2 separate regions of the Sus scrofa genome follow, and region 1 is linked to region 2. A link is a contact called in public HiChIP or PLAC-seq data. All regions are on one chromosome and are shown on one strand. Each heading gives the region's core, a stretch centred on a gene start, on an enhancer-like site or on the middle of the called end of the contact. The rest is flanking DNA. Distances are from core to core; before and after follow the strand shown.

Region 1 (6,503 bases), core at 3,443-5,942, 72 kb before region 2:
TGCGACCTACACCACAGCTCACGGCAACGCCGGATCGTTAACCCACTGAGCAAGGGCAGGGACCGAACCCGCAACCTCATGGTTCCTAGTCGGATCCGTTAACCACTGCGCCACAACGGGAACTCCTCTCCACATCTTTAAGTATCACCACCTGCCAAGGGGTTCACCCAGACTGTGGTCATCCTTTTGACTTGTTCCTTTCCCCCCACTCCACATCTCATGTATCACACATCCCAGAGATTTTTGTCTTCAAAAAAGGTCCCAAATCCATCTGCTTTTCAACCCCTCTGCCATGACCCCGGTTTAAGACACACTGTCTTCTCCCGGACTACTGCTCCACGCCCCTCCTTGGATGCCTACTTGCCTAGCTCTGCGTTCCGTGTCCTCCACAGCAGCCAGAGCTGCCCTTGGAAAACGTCAAGTGGGTCACCTCTCTCTCTCTTCCTCACACCCCCCTCCCTCCTAGAACCCCTGCATGGCTCCCCAAGCCCCTGACCCTGACTTCTTCATGATCTGTCCCTGCCCACCTCCCTTCCCGCCCTCGTCTTCTCCGTGGCCTCCCTTTGCCAATCACCGTCTACACACACTGGTCTCCTTTCTGTTCCTCAAAGACACCAAGCTCTTTCCTGCCATTCAGCCTTCACGGCTGCCATCAGGAATGCACTTCTTGCAAGAGAGGCTACTCTGCATCTGTTACTTCTCAGTTTATTATCTCCACATACAAGCCCTAAACAGGTCTCCTCCTAATTCTCCATGATGGTGCCCTCATCTTTCACACGACAGTGCTTTTTTTCCATTTTAATTAAGTTATTTCTTTAGCTTTTGCCTCTCTTCCCCTCAAATCTGTCAGTTTTATGACCCAGCTCAGTGCCTGGACATATACTGGATACTCAAAAACATCTGCTAAATAGCTGCATAAATGAATGAATATCTGATATAAGTAACTGTAGAATGAGGGAAGGCCTCACATAAGATTTGCTGGGAAGTAAAGGGCTGTTTGTTCCTAAGAGCGCAGTTTCTCTGCTTCATCCCCCCACTGTCATTAAACTGTTTCTTAATTCTTAATGAGGTGACCCTAAGAGACAGCACTTCTCTCTAGAGCTCCGGGCCGGCTGGCAGCTACATCTGTCACCCTTCCAATCTTTGGGTGGATTCAGCTGGTTGGCTAGAGTCATTTCCCGCCCCCAACAGGAATTCTTCTGCGTCCCTTCTATGGGGTCCTTTCTAAGAATGTGATTTATTTATTCTAGAACAGAGAAGAAAATCAGTTACTGAATGTGATCTGCAAACTGTTTTTTAGACAACCATTCACACCTCCTAATTACTAACACGCAGCAAACGTTTCACTGACACCCGAGAACAACAGCATCTTCGAGCTATAAGAGCCTTGGGGGTGTTCTGATGTCTCTCATCCTATGGCACAGAATTGAGGACATAGACCCAGAGAGCTGACAACTCACCCCAGGGCTCTTATCAAAACCATGTCTCCTAACTCCCAGTCTAGTGCAGTGTTCGCCACCCCGTCCTTCCAACATTCGTGTGGCTTTACCAAGAGAAGACAGACACATTTACCCAGTACAAGGCTCAAAGATTAGCCCCACTGGCTGGACCCTATTTCCATTTCCATTCATGAAGTGCTTTCCTTAAAGCTGCACTTAGTAAGCACGCCACTTGCGTAAACTGTTAAACTCTTCATTTACTGCCTGGAGCATTTTCAGACTTGTTGCCTCTTCCCCATTTTCATCACCTTTGCTCAGGTTTCACAACTACAAGAAGAGGGACATCCCAGAGGCCCTCTCTGCCCTTCCCTCCTCCCGCCCACCTGATGTACCCCAGACGGTGTCTCTCCAGGCTGCTTCTGACGGTGCCTCCCCTTCTCTCAAGGCCTGCAGTCTCCCGCCCCTGCCTTGTGATTCCTCAGCAGGGCACCTAATTCTTTCACAGTGGAACTCAACCTACTTTCAGCTTTATTGTCTGCTCTCCCTCCTCTGTCCCAGTGCCTGATGTGTGAACACTGGCTCCACACTGCACAGCACTGACTGAACCACTCTGAGCCTTCTGATAACTTCCTTCTAGAGTCATTAGACAATACTTGCAAAACATGTAAGGAGTTCTTTCTCCCACACCACTGAGAAGGGCGGCCTCACACCATCATGATTCTAACTTACCCTTTGAGGTCATGCTTTCATTAGCATAACAAACAATACAGCCTTCTATTACTTAGCCAAATGGAAACTTTCATGAAGATAAAGGCAGCAAAAAAAAAAAAAAAAAAAAAAAGATAAAAGGTAGCATTCCTGGAATAAATCTTAAAGCAGTATTCCAAACCAGAGAATAGCTCTATGTGTGGAAATGCTCACTATAAACAATAACAGCAACCAATGAAGGGGAGACAACCTAAATATTCAAAGAGCCAATAATATTAAATGATGGAATAGTATGTAGTTAAAGGACCAACTGTGAAAGTTTGAAAAATAAATGTGTGAAATAAACGTACATATGAAAATACCAGCGTGTGTGCTGATGAGGCCTGCACTGTAACATGAACACACAAAAGGTGATTTTCTTCCTCTACCCAATATTCTATGGTACTCTATATGGGAAAGAATCTGAGAAGGAATGAATGTGTGTGTATGTGTAACTGAATCACTTTGTGGTACAGCAGAAACTATCACATTTTAAATTAACTATATTTCAATAAAACTCTAAAAAATGAAAAAAAAATTTTGTTTTGGTTTTGTAACTTTGGTGATGCTGATACAAAATGTGGGGACACTTGGTGCACGTCTAGTCTGTAGCAGCGTGGTCTACAGGGGGCAGGACGCAGGTGCTGAAACCACACAGCTTTGAATCCTGGCCTCTGCCCACGTGTGTGGTGTGAACATCAGCAAAGTATCTACCCCTTCCTGGTCAGAGCCATTGCTTCTGCGGAACAGAGCTCAACGCCACCCCGAGTAGTCTGGCAGGATCAAAGTCCTAGAACACGTGAAATTCTGCATTCACAGTTTGGCTCCACAAAAGCTAGTTTTCTTTTGTCCTTTAGTTACCTGGGGCACGGGCTTTCCTGTTTTTTGGCAAAACTTGTAATGGGAGTCACTGCTTGGAGAGCCGTCTGATTCAACTTGATGGCGACTGCCTAAAAATCCACAGGAAGACAGGCTCAGTTCCAGGAGGTGGACGCTTACCTTTCATGTGGAGAAAAGGGCCGAGGTGCAGGTAAGGCATCTGTGAATTACCTCTGGGTTGTCAGTCAGGTAGATCTGTCTGGAGATGTTGTTTATTGCACATATCCACTGGAGAGAACATGAAAAAAAAAAAAAAAAACCAAACAAAAAAAAACACCCCATTGAGTCTCAAAGTTACCCACTATACCAGAATGGAAGTGAAACAAACACAATCTTTACCTCTTCATTTTCCTTTCTGCTTTCTGCCTGGAGAATTATTCCCCTGAAACAGAGAACATCTCAGTAAGCGCTTCCCAGATCTCAAGTGACTGAGGATTCTTCTACACAAACCTGAACGCAGCTAGAGTCCTGAAAGCGAAGGGCTAGGAAGGCACCACGATGGGAAGGACAGAAAATAGGGTTCTGGGTCTGGTTCTGCTGCTGCCTATGTGATCTCGGACACACTTCCTTTCCCTGGGCCTCAGCCTTCCCATCGCTGAAACGAGCAACCTGGACTCAGACCTACTTGCCAAGGGCTGCAGTTCTACAGGATGGGCCATCGTGCTGGCTCTGGGGAGACAGTCCAAGGCAACCAGGCCTGTGGCCCTGCCTCCCCTGCAACCACACCCAGAGAAGGAATGGGCAACCATCCCACCCCTCAACCAGAACCAAGGACCTGAACACAGAGCCAAGGTACAGATAATACCACCCGACTCTTGTGGAGGTGTCACTCTGTAAAGCTACTCCACACCCGATAGCTCCTCTGTTCTATGGCAGGTGGGAAACATGGATCCTATCCCTACTGCTCATCTGAGGGAATCGGGGTCCAGACGAGTTAAGTAACTGGCGGGACCATGACTAGCATCCAGAGTCTTTATTCCCAGGTCACCTCCCATCACCCAGGTAGGAAGATGATGTCTAAAAATGCTCTGTCATGGAGTTCCTGCTGTGGCGCAATGAGATCAGTGGCATCTCGGGAGCACTGGGAAGCAGGTTTGATCCCCAGCTCAGCACCATAGGTTAAGGATCTGACATTACCACAACTGCAGCATAGGTCCCAACTATGGCTTAGATCTGATCCCTGGCCTGGGAACTCCAAATGCCACGGGGTGGCTGAAAGGAAAATAAATAAATAAAAATGCTCTGCTGGTCTGGGAGAGGAGAGTGTCGACACCATACCAATGCTGCCGCCTGTCCCAAACACACTACCGTTTAAATAAAACCTCAGCTCCGAAGCCCAGAGAGAGCAAGTGCAAGCAGAGTAGCTCTGGCTGAGGACAGGGCCACCCTTCTCCCCCAGACAGGTGAAGCCTGGAGAACCTCACAGGGCTCTGAACTCCTTGGAGCAGTCTGAACCCACCGCTCTGAGAGGCGAGCCCACCGGGATGGGGAATGACACGGCTGCAGTGGAATGCCCTGTTCACAGCTCCTGTGTCAGCTGGAGAAGTGGGCTCCTCCTCATCCCTGCTTCTGCCTCCCACAGCCCTGCCCCACCCCGATGATGCAGACACAAAGGCTCAGCTAGGAACAGCCAGAAGCAGCCACACCCTCTAAGTCTCTGCTGACAAACAGCTCTTCGATCACTATCTTACACACCCTGGCCTTGCTCAGTGGGTTAAGGATCCCGTGTTGCCGTGAGCTGTGGTGTGGGTAACAGATGCGGCTCGGATCCCGCGTTGCTGTGGCTGTGGTGTATTAGATCCCTAGCCTGGGAACCTCCATATGCTGAGGGAGAGGCTCAAGAAAAGGCAAAATGACCAAAAACAAAAACAAAAACAAAACCCCACCCTCTGGGAAGGTCAACACACCCAGGGCAGGGCCTCTCCCATGGAGGGCAGGCACAGAGGAGTGACCCAGAAGTCCCCTGGCAGAAACAGAGTCACTGCACCTGTTTCCTCCCACATAAAACCCGTGTGGCCTACGCTTTTCCATTGGGAGTGGTGATCTGGAAGCAGTATCGCCGGTCCTCGCAGTCCACCGCCATCACTGAGCAGTTGTCCAGGTCCTGGATCAGACCTCCAGCCACGGCGCCCCTGGGCTGGCACATGAGGTTGCCGCCTTGGGTGAAGAAGTAGAGCCTCTCCCAGGTGGTGGTGACCAGGCCGGTCTTGCTGTCAGAGGTGTGTTGTGAAGAGCCTGTTAGTACTAGGAAGCACGAGCAGCACCTCAGAGTCTCACTGCCTCTTTATGGGTATTGGGAGCACTTTAGAAATAATGTTTCTTTACATTAAGCAAATCTAATTCTTTCTCCAGAAAGAACGGGAGTAAAGAGTAGCAGAAGAGGTACAGTTTAGCTTGAATGAGCTGGGCGGTGATGGGCTCTTCCCTGGGAGCAGCCAGTCCCAGGGCCAACTCCAGGACAGGCAGGCTGCGCCTCCCCTCAGCACAGCCAGACCCTGGCTTCTAAACCCCGTATCTGGAAACAGGATTCGTCCATCACCATCAGGAACTGAACACCTGGGAGACCACTGCTCTAAGATGCAGAGCTGGACTGCTCTAAATGTCGCTAGAGTCACCAGCGTCACCTCAGCCCACGGCACACACCCCAGAATCCCGAGGACTTCCTCCCAGATTGGGTTTTGCTCCAGCTAGATGTGGGCTGCTTACAATAGAAAAATCCAATTCCTGGCAAATAACTCCAGAACCTTGTGGAGTTTTCTATCTGTACAGAACTAAAGGAGACATCTGGCTTGTGATCTCAACAAGCTTTACAGACCTTTGAAGAGCTCCGCCCTCGTAAGAAAACAGCTGGCAATTCCTCTTCACTGAGCTCCCATTGGGGGAGAGCAAATATATTTACTTAATTCAGTACTTTCTGAGGAGCAACTCCACATAAGGCCCTAAGTTTCCCGCCTCAATTATAATTTCTCCAAAGTGGGTGCTTACCACCTGTTAGGAATTACAATTCATCTTTTCAAAAACTTTAGGAAGTGGGTGCAATTTTCAGCTCTACTTTACAGATGAAGTGATGGGGGGCCCAACGGAGCCAGGGTATCTAACTGATACCAAAGTTGGAGCCCACACTGCACCTGACAACACCCCTGCTCTGCTCTGAGGCAGTTAAATCTGATCATCTTTTTAACTCATAACGGACACTGAAAGACCTGACAGTTAAATGTGTGATTCAGTTTATATACAGCTAGACAACCCTGAAAGCTTCCTAGCCTGCAAACTCTAGCCTCAGTGCTGGCTCACTAGCACCGCTCTCACCTGTCAGGGGTCTGGGGAGGGGTCTCAATGTCTAGGACAATGACAGTTAAGAGCAGTCTATCGACAAATGGCCATGGCGACCAGGGAGGGGTGGCCTGTGGTGGCTTGGAGCCCACACACTGGGTTCTT
Region 2 (6,725 bases), core at 1,198-3,697:
TTTTTCACAGTAGGATTAGAAACTATGTTTTCCTTTCCACTGTCTGATAAGAATGAGAAATGCAATGTACGGGAGTTTCTGTTGTGGCGCAGTGAAAACGAACCTGACTAGTATCCTTGAGGATGTCAGTTAGATCCCTGATCTCGCTCCGTGGGTCAGGGATCTGGCATTGCTGTGAGCTGTGGTATAGGTTGCAGAGGTGGCTTGGATCTGGCATTGCTGTGACTGTGGTATAGGCTGGCAGCTGTAGCTCTGTTTCGACCCCAAGCGTGGGAACTTGCACATGCCTCGGATGAGCCCTCAAAAGAAAAAAAAAAAAAGAAAAAAGAAATGCAATATACAACTGCCTCCAAAGTGATTTTGATTTTTTAAAAAGACAATAACATTCCCCTGTACACACGAGGAAGAAAAGTTTCCTGGGCAAATGGTGGCAAGTATGGAAGATAACGGGTGGAATTTATTATGAGAACAAGGCAACATTTCTACCAAGAGAGTGTCAGTGTGAAGTCATCTAAACAAGGCACTTACAGGTCTGCATGAAGAGCCCAGAATAAACATCTGATAGTCATAGATAAATAGATGAATAACAGCAAAGCAGATGCAATGAAATGCTGCCCTCCCCCCCTTTTTTAAAGCTAAAGCTTTACCTTAAACTTAGGTCTTGTGAATTGCCTAAACTAATTTTTTCTTGCCCAGGGATAAAGACTTCACTTTTGAAAAATGATCTCCAGGAGTTCCCGTCGTGGCTCAGTGGTTGATGAATCCGACTAGGAACCACAAGGTTGCGGGTTCGATCCCTGGCCTTGCTCAGTGGGTTAAGGATCCAGCATTGCCACAAGCTGTGATGCAGGTTGCAGACACAGCTCGGATCTGGTGTTGCTGTGGTTCTGGAGTAGGCTGGTGGCTACAGCTCCGATTGGACCCCTAGCCTGGGAACCTCCATATGCCGTGGGAGCGACACAAGAAATGGCAAAAAAAAAAAAAGACAAAAAAAAAGAAGAAGAAAAATGCTCTCCAAAGCCAAGGGTGGGGTTTTCAATAGTCTCCTAGAAAACAACTAGAAGTCAATACACCTGCCAAGGAGCTTTGCTGGGTTTCCCTTGCACGAGCAGCTTGTCATTTGCCAGCAGTGAAGTGTGTTTTTCTGCAGGATGAATCTTGGCTGGTCCAATTCAGACTTGCCAAGAACACTAATTAAAGTAATAGAAGTTCGAGTCCACTTTATCCCTTAGGAAAGATTATGGTATGAATGGTGTGGAGGTAAGGACTTGAGAGTATTGGGTCCATTAAATTCCTTAGTTTAGAGGAAGGGAACTGGCCCTCCAACCACATCTCCCAGCTTGTGACAAGTGCCAGACATGATGAGTTCCTGTTTCCTTTCAACCACATCATCATTTTTAAAATAAAAAACCAAACAAGACTCAAAAGATCTTTTAAGCTTTTTGTTTTGTTTTGTTTTTTACCAAACATATACAAGAACAATTGGAAGAGAACCTGAGCAGTTTCAAAACACATTCTCAGAGATTCCGATTTGGATATTGGCCAGGAGACCACCTCAGTTTGGAAATTACCACTTTAAGAATTCAAACTGGGAGTTCCTGTCGTGGTTCAGCGATTAACGAATTCGGCTAGCATCCATGAGGACTCGGGTTCGATCTCTGGCCTCGCTCAGTGGGTTAAAGGATCTGGCGTTGCTGTGAGCTGTGGTGTCGGTCACAAATGTGGCTTGGATTCTGTGTTGCTGTGGTGTAGGCCAGTGGGTACAGTTCCGATTGGACCCCTAACCTGGGAACCTCCATATGCTGTGGGTGTGGCCCTAAGAAGGCCAAAAAAAAAATTCAAACTGCATCAGAATGCATATTATAACTGCGAAAACTATGGAAGAACTGCATATTTTAGTGTGTACTTCTAGGCTGGTTTCTAAAGAAGTTTCCATTAATTTATATATTTATTAGTCATTATGTAAATGACTTAACACATTGCTCTGGTTACAGTTGGAAGCCAAGTCAGGTTAACCTAAAAAATGGAATGTATTAAAAGAAAAGCACATAGCTTTAGAGAATCAGAAGAGGATTTTGTCATAGGTAAATAGATAAGCAATGGCAAAGTAGTTAAATAAATGTGGGGGGTTTTGGCCACACCCACATCATGTGGGAGTTTCTGGGCCGGGCATTGAACCTGCATTGCAATTGAGACCTGCACCACACTAGCAGCAGCTCTGGATCCTTAACCTGCTGCACCACAGGGGAACTTCCAATGAATGCTTTTTTTTAAAGCTAAGGGTATGTCCAACTATCAAAATCATGTATACCTTGAATTTGGGTGCTGGTGAATTGCCTTAACTGTTTTAATTAACAGCAGGCCTCAGGGGAAAAGTAACCAGGGAAGAGCTGGAGATTCCACTCACGGGCTCTTTGAGGAACTGCAGTCAGGATGACTCAGCCCCTGATTGCTTTCCGTGCTTGGGTCACTGGGCTCAAGATTCAGATTGTCGGAAAAGAGCTGCATTGGCCCGGCTTGGATCACAGCCCACTCCTCAACCAGTTCTCCTCCTTGGTGAGCTGTCATGGTTCCCCGTCCCATCAGGACCACATTGAATGGGAGATGGAGAGTTCCCTGAAGGAAAATTTGGCTCTTGAAGGAAGAAGGGAGAAGAAACGCTTGGGTAGGTCAAAACTAGAGCAGCCTACGACTGTCACCAAGTATATCAATTAAGATGAGTTCAGTGGCAAGAAGCAACATCTAACAGTGCTGTGAAAGGTAGAGATTTCATTTATTTCACCCCTTACAAGAATTCCAGGTGTCAGCGGTCCCAGAAGATACTCAACACATACGCATGATGAGTAGATCTGGAAAGACAGAGGTTTGCCATCAAGTGGGGAAGTGCGAACAGTTAGAAAGAGCAGTGAGGGGAGTGAATCCTGCAGTAGAGTTTACTTCTGCAACAGGAGCAGCGGAGGGGGGATAGTCACACTCTGAGAGACAGAGAAGAGGTAAAAATGGATGTGCTCTGTGGAAAAGAGGAAAGCGATAGACGTGAGATGTCTTTTTTGATAGCATGGGGGTGGAGCCTAAGGCATTGGTGGAGGATGATCTACTTACAGAAAAAGTACACATGGGCACTTTCACATGGGTATGGGGTGGATAACGCCCATCTCAATTTTTTTTTTTTCTTTTGTCTTTTTAGGGCCACACTCATGGCATATGGAGGTTCCCAGGCTAGGGGTCGAATCAGAGCTGTAACCACCAGCCTACGCCACAGCCACAGCAACACCAGATCTGAGCTACGTTTGCAACCTATACCACAGCTCACAGCAATGTTCTTAACTCCCTGAGTGAGGCCAGGGATCGAACCTTCATCCTCATGGATGCTAGTCAGATTCGTTCCCACTGAGCCATGATGGGAACTCCCCTCTCAATTTTTTGATGTGTGTGACCACATGATGTGACTACTCCAGCAGCCCGATCCTGATAACAAGGCAAATGGGAGAGAAAAAAAGTTGCTGATTTTAAATACTCTCATTCCATTTTTGCTGCCATGGGTATTCTCCTGTTAAATGTAATTAATACCCAGTCATGTTGGTGAAACATTTCTCAGCACCGTTCAGTGAGGGGATTTGAGGGTCAAGTCCCCATTTTTTGGCTGCACTCAAGGCATGCGGAAGTTCCCAGGCCAGGGATTGAACCTGCACCATAGCAGTGACCTGAGCTACAGCAGTGACAATGCCAGATCTTAACACACTGAGCCTCCAGTGAACATCTCAAGTCCCTATTTTTAATGGTAGAGGCTGAGCTGGTCTCATGTATGGCCCTGGCAAGCAATGGAGGATAAGAAATTCATTCTGGGGTTTCCCATTGTGACACAGTGGAAATGATTCTGACTAGTATCTGTGAGCATTCAGGTTCGATCCTTGGCCTCGCTTAGTGGATTAAGGATCCGGCATTACTATGACCTGTGGTATAGTTCTCAGATGCTGCTCAGATCTGGTGTTGCTGTGCCTGTGGTATAGGCTGGCAGGTGCAGCTCCGATTCAACCCCTAGCCTGGGAACTTCCATATGCCTCAGGTGTGGCCCTAAAAAGCCAAAGAAAGAAAGAAAGGAGGGAAGGAAGAAAGAAAGAAAGAAAAGAAAAAGAAAAGAAAAGAAAAGAAATTCGTTCTGTGCCAATAGATGGGAATTGCGTCCAATTTATTGTGCAGGGGAATCTAGGTAAGGAATGTGGTAAGGAGTATACCTACAGGATAGAAGGAGGAGGAATGATTTTTTCCTGGGAAGATAGAAGACTTGTCAAGAAGGTAACATTCGATGGGTCTTGAGGATTGAATGTGAAGGTGGCTAATGGAGGATGGAGGAGAGGAAGACATGCCAGGCGTGGGAACCTGTGTGAGCAAAGGTGTGGTGGTGACAGCCTGTTTGGAGTCTCAGAACACAGTGCTCAGAAGGAGGAGGAACTGGAGATGGAGCTACAAAGGAGGAAGAGCCAGATGTTACAAAGACGTGGGATGCCCACTTGAGAGCTTAGCAGTGAGAAGCCAAGCTGGGATGTAAAGAAGGAGAACCATATGATCAGGTGTGTTGGGAAAGACAGACACATGGGCAGCAGTGTGGAGGGTGGCTGCTTCCTCTCCTAGAACGGCCCCTTGTCTTCTTCATCTGGCTGGATCATTCATATTTAAAGATGTAGCTCACATGTCACCTCCTTTAGGGAGTGTATACAACAGAACCCCAAACACCCATGGCAGATTTCTTTCCCTGCTAGCCTGAGGGTCCTAAGTTTTGGCCTCCTGTCTTTGCATATCTGCGTGGTCAGGACCTGGCACAGCCTGCAGCACTTCACAATCACTCCCAAAAAAGTCTACTGTGGGATGGACAGAGAGTTTGGAGTTAGTAGATGCAAACTATTATATTTAGAATAGATGGACAATGAGGTCCTATTGTGTAGCACAGGGAAAAATATGCAATCTCCTGGGATAGACCATGATGGAAAATAATTTATATATAAAAAGAATGTGGGGCATTCCCGTTGTGGCTCAGTAGTTAATGAATCCGACTAGGAACCATGAGGTTGTGGGTTCGACCCCTGGCCTTGCTCAGTGGGATGAGGATCTGGTGTTGCCATGAGCTGTGAGCTGTGCTATAAGTGGGCAGCTGTAGCTCTGATTGGACCCCTAGCCTGTGAACCTCCATATGACACAGGTGTGGCCCTAAAAAAAAAAAAAAAAAAAAAAAAAAAAAAACCCTCAGAAAATGAACCCTCTCTCAATTTTGGAGTGAATCACCTACTGATTAAGTCATGATGGGAAGCAGAGCTACCCCATCTCTCTCTCAATGAAGGCAGGACAGCTTCTTTTTTTCTCTGGCCCCAGATAGCATTTGACCTTGGATCTTCCCTCCTGGGGCTTTTAATCCTAACAGAGTGACCTGTAGTTAGGTGAGGGTGGGGTTGGGTTTGTGACAGCAGCTGTGGTGGGTAGAGGTCGTGGCAGGTGTAGCGGCCCCTGGTGGACAGGCACAGTGTAGCATGGCTGCAGTGGCCCCATTGCTTAGTCTCCCTTGTTTCCTGACTGCTTCCGGGGTCTGGTTCCCAATCTTCCTATTAAGTCTCTGAACCACCCAATCAAACCTACTCCCTAAGGCTTTAATTTAATCTCTTTGAGGATTAAACTAAGTTACTCATGTAGTCATCATTGTGCCTGGCCCACAGTAAGTGTGCAAAAATTCATTTTGATTATTTTCAGAAAGAAGGTATAAGTTGTGTGGGAAACAAGTTCTAGGATTACTAATGGCATTTAGGCTAAAATATATTTTTACAATGATTGATTTTCTTTCCCCGTCCCTCATCCCTGTCCATTTAAACTTACTCAAAGACATTTTATCTGCTCTCACAGTGCAGTAAAAGAAAAAAATTGTAGGACACCATCTCAAGGAGCTAACAGTTTAATCAGAGACATATGACATATATATAGTCAACACTGTCTATTAAAAATGTTATTTATGGGCTGAATAAGTATCACATGCTATATGAAAATGTTCTAAAACATGTTCAAATATTAAACATGGAGAATGAAAAGGGAAGTCCCAATATATTTCAAACCATCACTTTTAAAGTGATAATTCTTTCCAAGACAAATTAAAATCAGTAGTAAAAACATTAACACATTTTAAAAATTCATTTGGATACAAAAAAAGATCTCAGTGATTCATGGATTCATATGTAATGGAAGTTACAAAGTATTTACAACTGAACAATGGTGAAAATATGAAATAAAATTTGGGGATGCAGCATAAGCTCTATTTAGAAGACAGATTTAAATGAGTTTGGTCATTAACTCAAGAAGTTATAAAAATAACAAGGTAAACTCAAAGAGATTAGAAAGCAGAAAATAATAAAGGCTGGAAATAAATGAAATGAAAACCAAAAAAAAAAAAAAAGACATGGTAAAAAAGTTAAAAGTGGACTCCGAAACTCCAATAAAATGGACAAATCTATAACAAGACTAATCAAGAAAGAAAGAAAACATCCAAATATAGTGTGTTATGATATATATACTGGTATATTATGATAACCCTCACATCTCAGTGACTTAAACACAATAGAAGTTTCTTCCTTGCTCATGCTGTAGGCTCAGTGTGGGTGTGGGTGGGAATCTGCCTGATGCGGTGACTTAGGGATCAAGGCTGATGGAGGATCCATCTCCTTCACATGTTCTTCCTGAGTCCTTGT

Evidence for each region. HiChIP or PLAC-seq counts read pairs in DNA pulled down with a chosen protein or histone mark.
Region 1: a contact with region 2 is called in an H3K27ac HiChIP or PLAC-seq map of alveolar macrophages, with 2.9 times the contacts expected there. The contact joins two enhancer-like sites. A contact is called at or near these places in 1 of 5 promoter capture datasets (liver), 2 of 47 Hi-C or Micro-C datasets (embryonic fibroblasts and skeletal muscle) and 1 of 2 datasets of contacts at active chromatin or transcription factors (alveolar macrophages).

What each region holds. Positions count from the first base shown.
Region 1 is chr5:79,392,205-79,398,707 of Sscrofa11.1, reverse strand. It overlaps APPL2 (adaptor protein, phosphotyrosine interacting with PH domain and leucine zipper 2), which reads right to left. Exons shown (of 21, transcript NM_001135961.1): 11 at 5,087-5,275; 12 at 3,405-3,447; 13 at 3,237-3,293; 14 at 3,048-3,136. Among named protein-coding and RNA genes, the nearest start is that of APPL2, 39 kb to the right of the region's middle. Within about 2 kb of position 4,692, at least 13 of the 83 cell types and tissues checked have an H3K27ac peak or open chromatin away from gene starts, as enhancers often do. A contact at or near this core is called in alveolar macrophages, where this site is marked.
Region 2 is chr5:79,317,738-79,324,462 of Sscrofa11.1, reverse strand. No RefSeq gene overlaps it. Among named protein-coding and RNA genes, the nearest start is that of KANSL2, 16 kb to the right of the region's middle. Within about 2 kb of position 2,447, at least 2 of the 83 cell types and tissues checked have an H3K27ac peak or open chromatin away from gene starts, as enhancers often do. A contact at or near this core is called in alveolar macrophages, where this site is marked.